Regions from separate parts of the Mus musculus genome. Here regions 1 and 2 are each linked to region 3. A link is a contact called in public Hi-C and HiChIP or PLAC-seq data. All regions are on one chromosome and are shown on one strand. The core of a region is the stretch at or near the end of the contact, and the rest is flanking DNA. Distances in the headings are between cores, read along the strand shown. Region 1 overlaps Rnf150 (ring finger protein 150). Region 2 overlaps Rnf150 (ring finger protein 150). Region 3 overlaps Rnf150 (ring finger protein 150).

The links. A called contact is a pair of places that touch in the nucleus more often than the background predicts. HiChIP or PLAC-seq counts read pairs in DNA pulled down with a chosen protein or histone mark.
Region 1: a contact with region 3 is called in a Hi-C map of bone marrow-derived macrophages, with 39 read pairs. The contact joins two enhancer-like sites. A contact is called at or near these places in 2 of 484 Hi-C or Micro-C datasets (both in bone marrow-derived macrophages), 4 of 115 datasets of contacts at active chromatin or transcription factors (the HPC-7 cell line, embryonic stem cells and fibro-adipogenic progenitors) and 1 of 9 other capture datasets (embryonic stem cells).
Region 2: an H3K4me3 HiChIP or PLAC-seq map of bone marrow-derived macrophages shows a contact between it and region 3, with 7 times the contacts expected there. The contact joins two enhancer-like sites. A contact is called at or near these places in 1 of 15 datasets of contacts at CTCF or cohesin (large pre-B cells), 7 of 484 Hi-C or Micro-C datasets (the Ba/F3 cell line, the HPC-7 cell line, bone marrow-derived macrophages and 3 more), 5 of 115 datasets of contacts at active chromatin or transcription factors (the 230-238 cell line, the HPC-7 cell line, bone marrow-derived macrophages and 2 more) and 2 of 9 other capture datasets (bone marrow-derived macrophages and embryonic stem cells).

What each region holds. Positions count from the first base shown.
Region 1 is chr8:83,045,220-83,049,576 of GRCm38.p6, reverse strand. All of the region lies in intron 6 of Rnf150 (ring finger protein 150), which reads right to left. Among named protein-coding and RNA genes, the nearest start is that of Tbc1d9, 120 kb to the left of the region's middle. Within about 2 kb of position 2,431, at least 8 of the 459 cell types and tissues checked have an H3K27ac peak or open chromatin away from gene starts, as enhancers often do. A contact at or near this core is called in bone marrow-derived macrophages, where this site is marked.
Region 2 is chr8:83,085,571-83,090,004 of GRCm38.p6, reverse strand. Rnf150 (ring finger protein 150) reads right to left here. Exons shown (of 7, transcript NM_177378.4): 7 at 1-4,434. Among named protein-coding and RNA genes, the nearest start is that of Tbc1d9, 78 kb to the left of the region's middle. Within about 2 kb of position 3,179, at least 47 of the 459 cell types and tissues checked have an H3K27ac peak or open chromatin away from gene starts, as enhancers often do. A contact at or near this core is called in the Ba/F3 cell line, the HPC-7 cell line and bone marrow-derived macrophages, where this site is marked.
Region 3 is chr8:82,914,250-82,918,583 of GRCm38.p6, reverse strand. All of the region lies in intron 1 of Rnf150 (ring finger protein 150), which reads right to left. It also overlaps the pseudogene Gm46045. Among named protein-coding and RNA genes, the nearest start is that of Rnf150, 53 kb to the right of the region's middle. Within about 2 kb of position 1,538, at least 58 of the 459 cell types and tissues checked have an H3K27ac peak or open chromatin away from gene starts, as enhancers often do. A contact at or near this core is called in the Ba/F3 cell line, the HPC-7 cell line and bone marrow-derived macrophages, where this site is marked.

The DNA.
Region 1 (4,357 bases), core at 1,182-3,681, 130 kb before region 3:
GTTGAAATGAATTAATTTTCTCTCGGACTGTTTGTGAATCTGTGGATTGTTAATTTTCCCGGGCAGAGACAGCAGACACACAAGACTGGAAAATCCTGGGAGTCTGGCCCTGAGTAGACTTTCCGAGATTGGCAAGTGTTTTTCATTGAGGAGGAATGTTGTTGTGGAAAGCCCCGTGGATTGAGGACTGGGGGCCTCCATCTGGGTGCACTTGATGATTTAGGCATTTGCTGGCCGCAAGGCTCTCTGCTCTCCACCACAGCTGTGCCTCTGCTGAGACTGCCCCTGAGCTGGAGAGCTGAGGGCTGATGCTGCTCTAGGGACCTGACACATGGACACTTGGAGACTTGTCTGGAGCGGAGTCTCCAGCTGCAGACACTTCACTTTGTATAAAAGTACTCCACTGTGGCTTGCCGGTTTCCTGGAGAGGGGCTGGTCGTGGGGTCCCTCATCTGAGGCGAGCTGATTGATTCTTTTGTGTGCCACAGTGGAACATGCACACAAATTAAAGTGCTCGTCTTGGCCCCAGAAAATGTGTATCTTATGGACACAGAGGGAAATCAAGCCATGGGGTGATTTCTGTAGTGGAGGATAGCTACTCTGACATTTCTGGTTTTAGTGCCAGAGAGAAAGCGGCTAGAGCCACTCACACCGGCAACCCCGTTGTACAAGTGGCTTGCTTAATTTTCCGTGCCTTTACTTCTGAGCACATGAGTATATCTTATACTCACACAGAGCCTGAAAGGCTACTTTTCAAAAGCAGTGAAGTAGAGTTGCCTATCTGAACTATAATGTGATGGATGTTCATACCAGCACTCTCTAAGTGACTAGATGCCCAGAGTTCAAGGTCAGGCTCCCTGGGAAAGTCCGTATTACAACCCCGACTCTTGTGTTTATGTTCAATTGAGGTCAGAGCAGGCCTCGGGCCATTTCCAGTGATGATAATTACAAGTAGTTCATCAAGTGGTCATTAAAAAAAATCATGGGACTTCAAAAACAGAAGTGAATGTCACTAGGAACCAACAACAAAAAACAAAAAAAGACACTTTTCAGTGTGAAGAGTCTCTAGAGAGCTGTCTGTTGAGTTTTTCCCTGGATCAGAGACAGGGAGTCATTTCAGAGAGAAACATTTACTCCGAAAAAAGTCTGTGGAAGTTTTCTCTATAATTAGTTTGAGGCATGTGTCTCTGGAGGATCCAGGCTGGTCCCTGTGACAATAGCTAGAGCTCATGTGTTACAGCCACTTTAAATACTGCAGTTCCTATGGTCAGCAATAATTTCCCTCTTGTGAACGCAGTTTGGAAAGTATGAATGGCACACACGTGCTTGTGCACATAATACACATGGGGGGGCAGGCATGTGTGTAAGTCTATTCTCCATCTAATGACTGACTTTTTAAATGAGGAGACATCGGTTAAATATGCAGCCCACAGAGAGTATTAACACACCCAGGCATTTCTTTTGTGAGACTATTCCTGTCTTAGTTTCTCCCAAAAAGATGTTGGTAGCAAGGAAGCAGGAGAAAAGGGCTGGGGAGATACTTCAGTGGGTCAAACACTTGCTGTGTACAGTGAGGACCTGAGGTTGAGCCCATGTAAAAAGCTGGACTTGGTAGCTCACCTTTTTAATCCTGATGCTCCTACAGAAAGCTGGAGTTGGAGACATAGAACTCCTGAAGCTCACAGGACAGCTAGCCTGTCACACAAAGCAGCAGCTCACTGTGAGACCTGCCTCAAGGAATGTAAAGGGAGCCCACACACATCTGATGTCCGCACACTGTGGCATGTGTGCACCTGCATTGATACTCTGTCTCAGAGGAACTCCTGAAAGGACGAGAGGCCGCAAGAAACACTGGTTACCAACTGACTCTGGTGTGCACAGGATTCAGAGACCAACGCTAGAGAGCAATCAACACAGATTGATTGTGGGGTACAGGAGTTGGAATGGAAAGGGCACAGAAGGAAACAAAGTTTTTCTTTTAATTTGGCTTTGAGTCTCTTAATTGTCAAGTTAGGAAATAGTCCATGTTTGGGTCTGCTGGAATACTCACCCAGGGGCAGTGGTGGACTGGGGTGGTCTACTCAAGCCATACATTTTACTGGTCAGTAAAACAGAAATAAAAATACATCCTGAAGTTGTCACAGGTCCTGTGTGGACCAAGGTTGAAGGGAAGTTAGCAAAGGAAACCCATTTCACCTTATACTTTAGTTGGCTAAGTTCTGTTAGTCTCCGCACCCACTCACACATATTGCTTCTCCAAGGCCTGAAAGGCATCACTTCTGGTCAGGCCAAGTGCTTTTCAGACTGTGCTGGGCATCTGAGATCGCACACTTCTGCCTGTCTCTGTCCTTCTCCCCCTGGACTGGCTGAGGCGGGCTGCAGCAGGCTGGCAAGTGGATCACAGTCCTTAGGCAGCCTTCTGAAGCTCAGCATTATCACAGGCCTTTGGAGTGCTTCAAAGGGGAAGGAAGGAAGGAAGCAGACTGTGGAGTCAACAACCCTTTGAAAATTAAAGGGAAGGTTTCAGAATTTCCTGGGGCGATGCCAACCGGAGCGCGAGGGATTTGGGAAGGTACAGTCGTCTCCCTCAGCGCCATTCTCTAGCTCCTCTCCGGAGTCCCCAAACACATGGGGATGACTGTTTAGCTGTGTTTCCCTTTGTTCCTAGGACACCTTTTCCCTCAGTGAAAGCAAACCCAACATCGGCAACCAGCGCTTGGGAGCAAGAGGCAAAGGTTTTGGCACGATCAGGCCTGCAGGTAGAGTGTAGCAAGGGACATCTGAACTCCCACCCACAGGACTTAAAAATGAGGTCAAAGGAGAAAGAACGTGGTGTGGACTGCTGTGGCAAGATGACAACAACTAGGCCATCAGGAGCACTGAGAACAGATAACGGAGACTCCCCTTCCCCAGTTGCAAGCCAGGCACTTCATGACTTTGTAAATGCTTTGTTTACTTTCTCCCCCTTTTCTGGGAGCTGAAGATGATCCTTTGATGACATCTTTGGTGGCAATCTGCGTACATTTTCCCGCTAGGTCCTGGCGGGACCTAGCACAGCCATCAGCTCTGTTTGCCTAGGGGAAGGGAGGTAGGAATGACAGTGCCGATGCAGCTGAGCGAAGTGTGGAACTTCTAGGATGCTTGAAGAGGCAAGAGGTGAATAACTATACTACATGGGAAGTGAGCCAGCCAGGGTGCATTCCCTGACTCCACCCTATATATCATCTGACTGTATGTAAGGAGCCAGTGGCTTGTTTTGAATTCCAGATACACCTGTCACTAGAGTATGAACACTGGTCAATTCCATCCATCTCTCAGGATCTCTACATTTGAATCAATGAAAGAAAGATAATATTTACCTCACAAGACTGCTGGGAACAACTGTATGAAATAGGCTTCAAAGAGTGCTGGCTGGGGCCTGTTGCTATGGATTTGTTAGCTGCTACTAGCTCTTTATTTTCTGCAATTCTCTGGCTTGTGCAGATGTAAGGACAGAGAGTTTAGTTTGATACCAAGGTCTCCATTTGACTGTTTGTTTGAGCCTTACAGCAGTATCGTCCCATCTGCTTGCTTTTGCTTGTTGTTCCAGGGATTGAACTTGGAGCCACACCCATGGCCCTCTACACTGAACCCCAAGCATGAAGCACTGAGTCCAAAGTGTCAGACAGCATCACGGAGCTGGTGAAAACAGCAATCAGCATGCGTTCAGCAGCGGGGTTATGGTTGCTCACTTACTGATTTATTTGAAGAGGGCGCTAGAAAACTAGAAAATCTGTACAGAGAATTTTCCCCCTAAGGCAGCTATAGTGTCATTTTGTTTTCCCATTTCTGTTAAATCCAAATAAATAAAACCAATCTGAAGGAGATGGCCTAGGAGAAGGTTTTTCAGGCACCATTCAATTTCTCTGCTGAGATATGAATGCCTCCCGGCACATTCACATTGCCTGTCAATCTTCTGGCACAGGCATGATCCTTTGACCCCACCTGCCCTTTACCGAAGCTTGCTTCTGAAACAAGGCATTTTCCCCCTCTCATTGTGAACAGAAGGTCCCTGCTGCAAGCCTACATTAAACACCTTTGTTGCACAGCCTTCGATAGACATCTAACAATGGCCTGCTTTGACCTGCCCACTCCGATTCTATTTCACTCAAGAAGCTTGAGGGTCATGGACCACATGGCTACAGACTATAATTTTCCATTTTGTTTTGGATGGATTTTTATCCCACAGTGTATTTAGATCTATTTCATTTTGAGTGGTATTTAACCACATTGAATATAAATGCTTTTTCATTTGTTGCCTGGCCTTAATTGAGGTCTGTGACAAGAATGCAACACATTTTCAAATTAAAGAGTCCAA
Region 2 (4,434 bases), core at 1,930-4,429, 170 kb before region 3:
AAATTTCTTCCTAATTATAAAATGGTACAATCATTTCCTATTAGTAAGCTGAAGGCAGGAACTAAACTGATTCTGCACACATACAAAACGCTTTATTTCACACCATTTACATTCACACGGAAGAAGAAGTCCTCTTATTGATCTTCCTTCTCGATTTCGTGGGAGGAAGCGGAGCTGAGCCAAAGCCACACAGAGCAATGCTGACAACACACATCCCAGACAGCAACAGAACACAGCAACGTTTTAAAACAGGCCTGCTTTGAGGTCTCCTACAGCTCTCTAGAGTTCAAGACATTCTCTCTTCATTTGATAACTGCTGGCCAAATTCTCCACTATTGAAGGAATGGTACCGATGAAAATGCAAGACACATTTGTTGACTTGGAAACCCACTGCAAATTAATTTGCTGAAAGTATCAGACCAGCAGAGGGCGCTCTGACCCTTGCAATAAAATTCTACAGACAGGTTCGGAAGACAGCAACACAAATTTGGATTGCTAAGCCCATGCACTGGCCTTCAACTGCTCTGTCCCTAATAGGCGACAATTTGGTATTTACTTCAAAGAGCAGGATACACTACAATGGGCTAGCTCTTACATGAAGAAATCTTTGGCTATTTAAAATCTTCACATTCTCAAAGAAAACTATTCTGAGTTCAATATGAGTGCTAGATTTGTCTGAAGTTTTGAAGTAAAGAGGGTTAAACACGAAAGTTTAAAGATGGCATGTGTGTCACTAAGGCCACAGTCCATTGTTTTAGATTTGTGGATTTATCGAGGCCAACCAGCAGCCTGAAAAAATTGAAATGCCCAAGGGATCCACCTTGACTTTTGTTTGTGAGAACATCAGGAGACAATTCAGCTAGTTCACAGAAGAACATGTGTCCATTTGGATGTTGATCAGTCTTTGGTTTATTTAGCACACACGGTCCTCACATTTTCTCCAAGGTCACTGCTGGCCAAAGAACCGCACACCAGAGAATTTCTACCCAGCAATGACTTTGGGTCACTCAACTGTCTCTCCTTTCTCTGTAGATTTTCCTGTCTGCCTCTTTAGAGGTCTTACAAGAAGCACACTCCCACATCCTCCTCCTTCCCCCCTCCTCCTCTTCCTCTTCTTCCTCCTCCTCCTCTTCCTCTTCTTCCTCTTCCCCCTCATCAATGAACACATATCAAGTGGCTAAAGAGCAAACAGCTCTGCAGTGAGGGTGAGCATCTGTAATGCCACCAGTTTAGAGGATCTGGGCACTGAGGTTCAAGAAAAAGCCATTTGATTATGAAGGACATAGGACAGGGAGAGAGTGAGTGAGTGAGACAGGCTCTTACAGAACAAGGAACTGATTAAATTAATTAAAGTCCACATCTGGGATCTACATTCACTTCATTAGTTATGGGATGATAACACCATGCCACCACGAAGCTCACAGTGGAATAAAATAGTTCCCTATCTACAAGATTTTAACTAGCACTGTCTGACCCTCCTGAGAAAGGCCTGCTGTTGGGAGCCAAGTATCCCAATCTTCTTCACAATCAAGACGTTTTAACTCATGACTATTGACTCCCTTCAACACCTGCTCTCCCTGGGACTCATTGGTAAGTTCCGAGCCCAGGGGAGGGGCAGTTTTCCACATAGACTTTCTCCTTAGCTCACCCTGCTTTGATCTGGGATCTTGCCTGCTGTGGATGTCCTTCAGGGTACTGGTCGTTTCCCTTGTGAAATTCAGCCATCACCCCTGCTCCTCCGTCCTCTCCCAAAATGGACAGAAATACTGCTCAGGAAATCAGGCAGCCCAGTCTTTGAAGGGCAGTGCCTCTGCTCCTCTTTGCCGTACGTTCTTTCCAAGAAGCATGGCTTGCTAAATGTTAAGGACCCTGGGAAGATGGCAGAAACAGGTCACGCAAATCCTGCTCTTGTGCGAATGTGGCCTATTAGGAGGGGACCAAGGAACAGGGTTTAAGGAAATGGGGTGTAAGATAGGGAAAGTGTGTGTGTGTGTGTGTGTGTGTGTGTGTGTGTGTGTGTGTGTGTGTGTGCAAGGAAGGGAAGGGAAATTAAGAATGCTATGGGGGCTGGTGAAATGGCTCAGTGGTTAAGAGCACTGACTGCTCTTCTAGAGGTCCTGAGTTCAATTCCTAGTAACTACCTGGGGACTCACAACCATCTGTATCTGGGATCTGATGCCCTCTTCTGGCTTGCAGGTGTACATGCAGATAGAGCAACTCATACATTTAATTTTTTTTTTTTTCTTCTACAGGACATCATCTCCCTGGCCTCAGTACCTCAGCACTGCAGAGACTGGACCTTCTCTTTGTAGATTGCATGATGATCTTTCCTAAAATTTTTGAAAGTTTTTATTTGGTAATTTTCATGGTGTTCAGCCAAGGATATGCATTCAGTGGACAACTAAATGCCATTAAATGCTTATGCAATCTACTTCAGCACCAACTAAGCTTACACCAAGAATCTTAGGCAGACTGATGTTCTCTTTTGGTTCTGGAAGTGTTGTAGTCCCAGGAATGTCTGGGCTGTAAAGAAAATGGCCACTGGGCACAGCCATTCTTAACAGGCTAGACCCTTGAATACCCACAGATGAAAATGTTAAAGCAACAACAACAACAACAACAACAACAACAACAACAACAACAAATCTCTGGAGAGAGACTTGCTTCCATGGCCAGGATGTCACACACAATGTTGAAATAGCTAGGTGCCTCTGGTACTCCTCCCCACCTCTGCCCCTGCCTCCACCCAGTATTTGTCTCTGTAGCTGTCCCAGAACTTGCTTCATAGACCGGGCTGACCTCAAACTCACTGAGATCCACCTGCCTGAGTGCTGGGTTCAAAGGTGTGAGCCACCACTGCCTGATTGCCTCTGATACCTTATCATCTCCTGTCTCCATACTATATCCATCCCTTGGGTGTGTGACCAGAACTGACCTTGAAGGCCCTGCCAGACCCAAGGCTGTTCTTAGGAGGCAGCAGCCCTTTAGAAGGATTAACCACGCAGGAGGAAGCCATTCTGAAAGTGACTCTGAGGGAGTTCAGGGCTCTTTTCCTCTCTCAACCTTGGACAAAGCTGAAGAGAAAGCTGCTCGCCATTCACCACATAGAGGCTGGATGGCCACAAGCTCAGAGATCCTTTCTCGGCAATGCCACACAGACCGGGTATGTGGCTCGGCCTGCGGTTTCCTGCGCCTTTCCTGTCTCTGAGTTCTACTGCTTTAGAACGGGGCAGCCACAGGGATGAAGAACTATGGGTTGAGGTAAATTCTCTTTGGCTAAGTGTCACATTAAGAGTCTTGGGATTAGTCATAGAAGTGAGGGGTGTAAGTCTCTCACATGAGTCTCAGGGTTTGTCATAAAAGTGAGGGTGTAATTTTATTTCAGCACCAAATCAGCATGGTTGGTTGTCTTGTTGTTTTTTAACAAACAGCTCGTCAGAGAAGCAACAGTTGCTGAGGACAGTGGACACTGTGTTTAGAAAGTTGATAAAGGCTATTTGAACCGCTATTACTTATGGAATAAGAACATCCCTGGCTGTCTCCTTAGGTAACTTGGCTAAAGTCTGTTTTTCTTTTGGGGAAAACCTGAGGTAATCTTATCCTTTTTCTCCTGTCACAGTCAGGAGAGCACTTGTAAGGATTCTGGAACATTTCTTGGGCTGTGCTGCCCGGCTGGTGGCCACTAGGCACATGTGGCTACGGAAAGCTTGAACTGTGGCTAGTAATAATGATGATGTGCTGGGCGTGTAAAAGACAGCAGATTTAGAATAGGTAACAAAGAATAGAGGAAAATGTTTTCCTGACACCCTACATCATTTGCACATCAAAACAATAATAATATTAGATTAAACTGCTATTAAATAATTTCCACCTGTTTCCTTTTTGCTTCTTAAAATGTGGCTATCGGGAGTTAGAAAAAAAAATGCATGTGACTTGGGCTGTATTTCTGTTGGACAGAGTTGGTGCACCACTTGCTCCAGAAAAATGCATGCCTGTAAATGCATAGTCAGTGGGCACTCCTGGGCTGCATAGCCACGTGTGGCTCACTGGGTCCTCAGGTCAGGGCCTCCTCATCACGGAAGGCAGCAGCAATGTCTATAGTAAGAGCTTTGCCAGTTATCTCAAGAGGAAAAACTTTCTTTTAATCTTTCTTTTGCCATGAAGGTCACAGGGAAGCCCTTCAAAACTCTTTGGTAAGCAGAGACTGTCAAAGGCTCAGGGAGTTTGCCACAGGGTCTCCTTGGAGTCAGATCAACAGGCTAAGGGTGGGCCTCTTGGGCTCCTTAGCATCCTGTAGGGTATTAGGTCAAGGACTTGCTTATATAATCAGCGTTTACCTGGCCACTGGCCAGAAAACACCTACCAGATCTTTTTCTGTCTGGTCATGCAATGTAATTTTGTATTTCTCTTGTTGTTGAATTACCCCAATGTCAT
Region 3 (4,334 bases), core at 289-2,788:
AGTGGAAAGCTATCTAAAAAGGCCAATAGGTGCATAAAATAAGAAAATCCACGTCTCCAAAGAAACGCATACGTTCCCGATGTATTAATTTAACACGTTTATATTAAGATGACTAAATATCAGCATTATTTCCCCATATAAAGGAAATGTTTCCTTAAAGGAAACCGAGACAATATACATCTTGTCCTTAAATTAATACATATTTATTGTAAATATTTGGAAGATAAACAAAGGAGGAAAGAAGAAAATCTATTAAGGAGAAGCAGAAGGAGGTGGGGAAAAGAAAAAAGAAACTTCAGTAGCAACCCCACTCTCTGGGGACAAATAACAGAACATTGAGCAGCACTTAAGACTGAAAGGCACCCTGGACCATGACTCTTCCTTTTTCCCCATCAAGTGTTCTGAAAGCACACTTCAGTAAGTACGCCATCTCTGACATCATGACACATGACTGCATGACATTCTCTTTTGTGTGTGGCAACACACATTGTAAAACTGCAGGAGCCTGTGTGCACATGAGGAAGCCAGATGACAAGTGCCACTCCCATTCCCCAAGAACGCTGTCTGCTTATACCTTCCAGGTAGATAGAATCTCTCACTGGCCTAGAGCTCACACTGGAGGCTTGGCTGGCTGTCCAGTGAGCCCCAGGGATCATGCTGTGTCTAGCCTGTCAGCACTGGGATTGGAAGAATGTGCCCTGGAGCCCAGCTGTGACTGTGGGTCCTGCAGTCCTTGTACTTACATGTTAAACACTTCACCAGCCAAACCATTTCCCCTGTCCCATGCACGCTCTTTTTAGCGAGTACAATACAATGAAGGGCATGGGTCTGAAGCCAGACTGTCACTCCTCAATCTAGCCATGATATCACATTGGCAAGCAACTAAACTGCCCCATGACTCAATTTCCTTTGTCTTAAAGAAGCAGTGATGACCACTTCCCAAGATGGTTATGAGGATCAAGAAGATCTTGTCAATGAAATCTTTAGCTTAGTGTCAACTATACCATACCGTACTTAGCATAGGTTACTAACAGGTTTCTCATCTGCTGGAGTCTCTCTGTCCCCACACAGCTAAACAGTGTTGTGAAAGCATTAAGCTTGTCTTTATGGGAACTGAGTTTCCAGTGCCTGTCAGGATCCAAGCATAATGAACTGAGTGGTTATCTGGCTGGCTAGCTGTGTTAAACCCTTCCTTCCTGCCAGGAACTATTAGTTTTAGCAAACAGGAATACATACAACATCTGCATAAGACAGTAGGCTCACCTTGAGCTTCTTTGCAGTGTTTCCAGCATCTTTCTCTCCCCTGTATCCTCTTGTTCTTTCAATTGTTCAGTTTAAATCAACTTTCCCCAAAGCCTTGTTTCAAAATCTGCTCTGCAGTCCCCATCCTTTCCTGCAGTTCTCCTTCTCAGTTCAGGTTTGTTGGTCAGCAATAAGCTGTCCACATCATCAAGTCACTCACCCTAATCACCAGCCTCGAAGTCTCATCCACTTATCTATTTCAGACACACAGTTCAGTGGTTTGGGTTTTGGCAAAGTCTAAATATGCTATGCCCAAAGAAACTGTTCCTGGACATAATGAGTCATCAAACTGGTTCATTTCCTAATGGTTTGGGTTTGTTTTCAACCACACACACACACACACACACACTCATTTCTAATAGACTGTATGTTTTTCTTAGAAGTTTATTGTTTTTACCAGGGCCCAATTCTCCTATATGTTTTTATAATTCTTTCTGTTTACAATTGTCTACTTTTTTCTTTTTTCTTTGCAGCAGCAGCTTAAAAAATCCCAACAACTTAAAATTCCAGTTTTAGGTGACCATTCAGATGGCTGAGTGGCTAAGAGAAATTGCATGGGACCTGAGTTTGGCTCTTAACACACACTGGTCAGCTCATAGTAGCCTGTAGCCTCAGATCTAGGAACTAACATTCCATAGTTAAAAATAAAACTACATCTTTAAGAAAAATTCTATTTACTATCAATTGCACATGAAGAACTCTGGAATTTGTCTATTCTTACAGATAAAACATGAGCTTTATCTGTAAGAATAGACAAATGGAAGCAATTTGTCTTACAGTCTCTTTACACAGAACCAGCAGAAATGATTGAAAGCATTCTAAGTGATACAACAAGATGTACTGATCCTTCAAAAGCTAGGGAAAGTAGGTACAATAGATGAATGTAAAATATTCCATCAAATTCATAAGAAGAAGAAGAAAAGAAGGAGGAGGAAATCTGACTTGCATTAGAGAAGATTAATTACAGTATATCAAAGAAAAGCGTGATTAATTCTTAGATTTCTCCTAAGGCAGCCTGTCAATCTGGGCACTCTGTTCTTAGAGACCAGTGATAATCACTCATGAAAACATCGAAGAAATAACACTCTCTTAAAACCCAATGCTTAACTTATTTTATCATACTTTAAGTGAGCCATTAGCAAAGTGACATATTTGAATACATGCTACCTACACTAAAAAAGATTTGAATTAAACAAGCTCTACTTCAGAGGATATACATAAGCCAAATTTCAAAACTGAAGAAATTTTAAAATTTGTTAAAATGCTTAAAGAAAGGGGATAAACCAGGGGAAAGTCACGAGGGTTTTCTGATAGCTTTCTATTTGGTATTAAAAGTATGTTTTAAAAAGTTTTAATGACTCAAATATTCACAAGCTTATGCAAGTAAATATTTCACTATACGAGTCACTAGACAAATAATTTATTTATAGCATATTCCACTTTCTTAAAAAAGTAACTTGAATTAAATATATGCTCTCTACCTTCATTGGCATGAATAAACTATATTTCAAAATCGAAAGAATTCCTTTCGAGAGACTAGGTATTTCAAATTCTACTGAGGCATCTGTGTTTGAATCACTCTTCTTCCTCATCCTATCTAGATTTATGAAAGTTGACTTTTTAATAAACTTAGACATAAACATCTTTGTGCTAAAGTTATTTCATTATGTGAAATTCTTAAAAAGATAAATTTGTAGGAAAATTGTATAAATCCTTTCCAAGACTGTTTTTTTTGGGGAGGGTTGTTTGTGTTTTTCAAGTTTTGAGACAGGGGTCTCACTAAGTGCTCACTCTAGTTCAGTCAGGTCTTGAACACACCAGCCTCCTGCCTCAGCCCCCAAGTAGTTGGGTTACACCCCCATTCTGTCTTGCTTAGTTTTCTCAAGGTTTTTGATAAAAATAAGTCATCTGCCCCACTTTGAGGATGCAAGAACATGTTGATGTGAAACAGATATTATTTTAGTTCCTTAAGGAGGGAAAAATGGGGTCTTCAGTTTAGTGAACCAACTGAGTTTTTAGATCTTGTTCTCTGCAAATTGCTGTGCTGTGCTTTAGACTCACAAAATCCTTTGCAGGTATTTGTAGATTCTAGCTGTGTGTGTGCTTGTGTGCTTGCGTTGACTCCATGTGTACATGTGTGTGCATATTTGTGGTGAGTGTGGGCTTTAAATATAGAAGTGAAATGGTCAATCGTAATGCCTTTTACCTTGTATACATTTTTGGCCATCACATTAGACCAAGATGACTCAGCATTTCTTTGAATTCCTCCCTATTTTATAGTTCTCCTTAATAAACATACATTAAGCATTTGCTGCATATCACCCTCGAGTCTAAGCATTTAGCTCATCATAACCAAGCTACTGCTATTACATCTCTGTGTTAGCTACTTTCATGATTGCCGTGATTAATTACCTAGCATGAAGGAATGTAAGGGAGGGAGAGTTGATTCTGAGTTACAGTGAGAAGGAAGGGATCATTTCTTCATGTGGAGGAAGCCATAGCTGCAGGAGTGGGAGTCTTGCTGGTGACATTGCATCCATAGTCACTGAGCAGAGAGTGAACAGGAAGTGGGAACAGGCTGTAAAACAGGTCCCACATGACTCACTTCCTGTAGACAGGCTCTACCATCTAAAGGTTCCTACCTTCCCAAGTCACACCGTCAGCTGGAACAGCGCTCACAGGGAACACTTCCATTCAAGGCACCAAAAGCCCTGAGAGCTAAGTGCTACTAATTCTCTAGTTTTCAATTAACAAACCCACAGCCACATAGCCAGATAATGGCAGACGCAGAACTTGTACCTTTGTAGATTAAATTACAAGATGTACTCTGTTCTGGCTCTCATAGATGAAGAACTAGGGTGTCTTAGCCTTCATTGGCTCTCTATGTTTCTGTTTGGCCTGGTGCTGTAAGCATTATGCTGTCAATTTTTGATGGCTCAGAATGCCTTGCACATGGGATGGCTTTCCTTCATTATAAAGAGTATCTAATAATAATTATATCATATTCATTTAAAGCCTACTAACATAAAGAT